Linked DNA regions of Oryza sativa: region 1 is linked to region 2. A link is a contact called in public HiCAR-type data. All regions are on one chromosome and are shown on one strand. The core of a region is the stretch at or near the end of the contact, and the rest is flanking DNA. Distances in the headings are between cores, read along the strand shown.

Region 1 (2,700 bases), core at 157-2,656, 500 kb after region 2:
GATCACTTTGCAGATGATATTTTCGCCTTTACAGAGATAACAAGCCATGATGTTCAGTTTGAAGTGTGAAATGATAGAAGTAACAGTCTGGTAGCGCTCTTAAGGAGCATAGTTGAACCTACAGAAGTACACAGTATAAGTGTATAACTTTAAGAAGAAGATAAGAAGGGTGGGATCTACTTTCCTACATAATCAAAACAGGGCCAATGCACCCTGATGTTCCTGAAGAACTAAGCATGGTTATGATTGAGGTAAGGTAAATTAAGGAAACTATATCAATTAAGAATTTGCGTTGAAGAGAAGTTAATGGCAAATTGACCATTGTGAACAACGGCAACAAAGCTCTGTAGAAACCTGATCGTGAACAACGGATAAACAATGCACAGAGCTGCAAACCAAAAGGTTTCAAGACCACAAGCTAAATTAACTTAAGCAAACACAGTCAGCTGTGCTTGATCTTCTCCAAAGTCCAAACCTACCGCAAAACAGTGGCATTGTGGCACGTTTTTTTTTTGTTCCAATTGAGGCTTAATCATACAGATTTTACGCAACACTAGCCAAAACAACATATTCGCATGGTACTGATTTGGCAAGCATATTCAATCAAACTAGAGCTCTCATAGCATCGCCCCTAGACTCAAACCGACCTCCAAATGATCAAATGGAGCGATTGCGACTCGGTAGAACAATGGTGGAACCTTGTGGTAGATTCTCCCAACAACCCCCGCATTCCCCTGCGTACTCTGGTGATCTTGGTCTCCTGGGAAATATGGTGTGAGCGAAATGCAAGAATTTTTCGAAACACTGCATCGCCACCGGCATCCATCCTCGCCAAGATAAAAGAGGAAGGTCGGGCATGGGTCAAAGCAGGAGCCTCTAAGCTTCAAGAGTTCGGAATCTTGGGAGATACCACTTAACCATCACCTTTTGCGGGCTTAGTTCTTTTTTAGACTAGCCCTGTACATAATTCTATCGCTCTGTATTTTCTCCATCTCTATCAATATACGAGGCAAAGCTTTTGCCCTCCTTTCAAAAAAAAAAAAACATAGCATCGCCCCTAATTAGACGCGAGATTTGGGGATTCAAACCGGTGCCAAGCTAAAAGGATAAATCAATTGGTTTCACCTTAAGAGCTCCAATTTGAAATCCAGCACAGAAGAGAATCCTCTACAGATGCGCACACCCACAAACTGATAATACCGTCGATCCGAGGAAGGCTCCAGTAATCTCACCTCGAGGAACTCCTGCGCGTAGGCCTGCGCGAGCTGGGCCTTGATCTGTTCCATGAGATGCTCCGTGGACGCAGTCGACCCCGCCGACGACGGCGACGAGAACGAGTCCATGATCTCCGGCGAGCGGCGGCTCCCTCCAACTCTTCCGCGGCAAAGCTGCGCGCTGGTCGGCTTCTTCTTCCTCAGCAAGACATGGAGAGAGTTATACGACGGCGCGGTGGGCGGTGGCTAGTGGCCACGGCGTCTTGTGGGCTTGTGGCGTGGGCCATAACCCTAGGCCCAAAAAGGCCCAAATAGTTTCATTGTTGGGCCTTATGGGCCATAATGTTGTGGCACCGAGGCCCATATATAGTCAGATCAGGCTGTAGGCCGGTAGCCACCTCGGCCTAGTTGCGTACAGGGCCCCGTCGAGTCCGTCTCTTCTTTTATGGGCAACAAGTACTACACTAGAAATACTAGGTTCGGTGATCCTTCGAGTTCTCAAAATCAATCCATCAATCATCATCGATAACGCGGCGACAGAACGCATTCCGAACCCGTAGTTGTTGGACATTACCGAAACCGTCGATGTGGGAGCATCGAATGTGGCTTTGCTTTTTGGCGACCCGAGCTACACACACACTTTCTTTTTTCTCTCCATTTGTTACCTCAAGTGTCAAGAACCCTTGGGTCTTAGCTTGCTCGACAGCGAACGCTGTCGCCGCTTTACCCCGCATGGTCTACTTCAGGAACCAGTAACGGATACTAATCTAAGAAAGCGCCCACGAGATAGGTGACGCCGCACTGCAGTACGCACAGGTCGTCGCGAAGCTGCACTTGCATCCACGTTACGTCGCCATCAGGGGCATTTGCATTTGCATCCTCTCTCTCTGACGATGCACACCAAGCACGGACAGTACACACTCGCATCCGTCCGTGTCTCACGTTGCAATCACATTAGCTCAGGCGTCGTCTTCAGTACAGCTATATACACGATTAAATGAAGCTTTACTTCAGTTATTAGCAAATCAGCAGAGAGTTAACTGATTAATTAATAGCTGTGCGCTGTATATGTGCAAGGCTTGTTTCACCTGCCCGTGAAGCTGCTCCCCCTGTGAGCAGTGTGAGAGACAGACAGGGGCAGTGGGGGCGCAGTGCAGCTAGCTGTGCAGGTGCAGGGGGGGTGCGCGGTAGTAACAAAGTACGCGGCGGAGAAAACGGTAAACAGGAGGGGAGATCGAGGGCATCAAGAGGAGGGGGGTGTGGTGGCGTGGCTGCAGCGGCGTGGCTGGTAGCGAGCTGAGCTCTGCCGGCCAGCGCTTTCCAAGCTAGCGAGCCAAGCCAGCGCGCGACATGCAAAAGCCTGCGGGCGCGCGGGGCGTACGTCGTCCTACTAGCAGCTAAGCTACCTCGGGTCCCCCACCTGCGCCCTGCCTGCTGCAACTGCGGCCCGCGAGCGCGCGAGATCAATCAAAAGGCGCTCTCTGAT
Region 2 (2,700 bases), core at 64-2,563:
CCATTTTAAAATCACAGGGTCCCCTTGGAAGGTTTGTTCGGTAAGAATGTAAGCCTGGTTTAGCTGGAGGAAAAACAAGCTTTTTTTTAGAGGAAAAACAAGCATTTGAACCAACAACAAATGTATGATTATCAAGCCATGACCTTGCGGCCAATTCAAGGTCTGTTGCAACCGATCATACTTTTTCGTTGTGCACTCCTATCTATCGATTCATATAATGAGCAAACAATGAACTGTCATCCTCACATGTTTCAACGCAGAAATGATGAGAAACAATACGGAGCACTATGGCTTTAATTTTTTTCTTTTTGAGAAATTAGGTCAGCAGACTGGAACCTGTACATCTGATCATCTGAACAAGAAGGTTGCAGTTTGTTCAAACTTAGGTATGGAGATAAATAGAAATGAACTGGGATACACTCATCTACTCCTAGCTAGCCGCCTGCCACTTGATGTGGGTGCCTATCTGGAGCGTACGTGTAACGGTGTAAGTAGCAAGAGATTTGTTGGGAATCACTTCACCGCACACATCCCTCTCAGGGAATCCTCCGCTGACCGGCGGCCACGTGAAAACAAACGCCGGGAAAGAAAGAGCAAGGCAACCATGCCCGTTTCCACCCTAGTCACTGTCCTGCATATCACATACTCTGCCATACCTTCTTAGCGATCGGGTCACCAACTGCTGAAGTGACACATACATGGACGCTTCCGGTGCCGGGGATGAAAACAATTGGAAACTATCACAGAGAAAGCTTTAGAATTAGGCGGCATCGCTTAGGTGAACAGTTGCTGTGGCCCAAACGTGGACACGTCGGAGACGGTTTGGTCGACGGGTGTTTTCTTGTTATGCTTTGTTGGTTTGATGGGCTGAGACCAGATTATCGCCAATTCGCCATGGAAAACAGAAACAAGATTACACTAAGACGGACACTTGGTACCGTGTACATGCAACTGCCACACGGGAGAGGGTTAAGAAGTACTAAGAACCTACCAGATGGTACGGTGGTGGGTTCGGTCCCCTGCTCCTGCTACAAATCTAAGTACCACGGCGTACAAATGTTGTGGTATTCAGTCATACTTTGGAGTGAAGCAAAGAAAATAAATCTGCTAATTATTGTCTTTCATAGTGCTCCTGATCATAGCAATACCTAGAATCTGAGTCCTGCAATTCTTTTCCACTGCACAGATCGCTAGTACTTAACTACCATTCTTGATCAGTGCTTTGCTTAGTGACATCTAATAATGTTCTGCTTCTTCATTTACTAGTAGACCATAACTCTCGAGACACTCACCCTTGATGAAATGTCTTTCGATGTTAACAGTGGCATATATTGACCGGAAAGTGTTTGGTTATTAGCAGAAAGTTACATGTTCCGTACTAGAAAATTGGTCAGTCGGTCAGGACTAAAAATTGGTCTCCGTCACCATTGGCATGCCGTACTTAAGAACCTAACCGCCATTAAATCCACGATCCTTCCGTGTGGGCTCCCACGTTTAACCAAAACCGCCACAAAAGTCCGCCAAGCCGAACCCCTCCACGCCCGTGCAGTTCCACTCTTTTTTTTCTTTCTATAAAATCCCTCCCTTAAACCAAGCAACTTCCGCTGCGAACGCAAGTTAACCCAGAGAGTGCACGTCACGCGCGCGCATCCGTGCATGGCCTCCGCGGCAGCGACGGCGACGACGAGGACGAGCCTCCGGCGCGCGGAGCTGTGCGCGGCGGCCGCGTCGGCCGCGGACGCGGCGTCGTGGTGCTTCGCGGTGGCGCTCGTCGCGCTCGTGCTGCTGTGCGCGCTCCGCGCGGAGGCCGTGGAGGTCCACGGCCCGCGGCTGGGGGGCGCGGCGGCGCGGCCGTGCGAGGAGGTGTACGTCGTCGGGGAAGGCGAGACGCTGCACACCATCAGCGACAAGTGCGGGGACCCCTTCATCGTGGAGAGGAACCCGCACATACACGACCCCGACGACGTCTTCCCGGGCCTCGTCATCGCGCTCCGCCCTACCAAGAACAGCATTTAGCTTCGTGCATGGAAGTGCACGGGGTGAGCAAGAACTCCGAGTTTTCCGTCTTTTCATTTCTTCTCCTTTTTTTTTCTGTCTTTCTTTCTTGAATTCTTGAGAGGACAAGAAAGTGTAAGTTGTCCACCTGTATATAATACTTCCTCCGTTTCGAAATGTTTGACGCCGTTGACTTTTTAGCATATGTTTGACCATTCGTCTTATTCAAAAAATTTAAGTAATTATTAATTCTTTTCTTATCATTTAATTCATTGTTAAATATATTTTTATGTAGGCATATAATTTTACATATTTCACAAAAGTTTTTAAATAAGACGAAAGGTCAAACATGTGCTAAAAAGTCAACGGTGTTAAACATTTCGAAACGGAGAGAGTGAACACAAGAAAAGTATAGTTGAATAAGCCGGCTCTTGCTTCGCCTTTCATTTTGCTGTTTTGACTTTGTTGATGTGGTATATATGGTGGTATCTTATTCGTTGCGTGCTTAAGTTGCAACAAAGAAGAATCAATATATAGGAGAGATGATTAACTAGTTTGTACAAATAGTTTGGAGAATGATCATCAAGAGAAACTGAGAAAGGTGAACTGATAAGGAAAGAGCATGCAGAATTTAAGTGCATCCAGAGTCCAGACTATCCAGTGCTTCAATTACGGGTGGCGCTGAAATGTTTTTCGCGTGACCTC

Evidence for each region. HiCAR-type assays count read pairs that join an accessible place to other places.
Region 1: a HiCAR-type map of leaf shows a contact between it and region 2, with 4 times the contacts expected there. The contact joins the promoter of LOC4336766 here to the promoter of LOC136356355 in region 2.

Annotation. Positions count from the first base shown.
Region 1 is chr4:29,859,193-29,861,892 of ASM3414082v1, forward strand. LOC4336766 (mitochondrial import inner membrane translocase subunit Tim13-like) reads right to left here and starts at 1,407. Exons shown (of 2, transcript XM_015778739.3): 1 at 1,233-1,407. The coding sequence starts at 1,343.
Region 2 is chr4:29,358,693-29,361,392 of ASM3414082v1, forward strand. It overlaps LOC136356355, which reads left to right and starts at 1,314. Exons shown (of 1, transcript XM_066310119.1): 1 at 1,314-2,198. The coding sequence starts at 1,657. The coding sequence ends at 2,016. It also overlaps the pseudogene LOC9272717.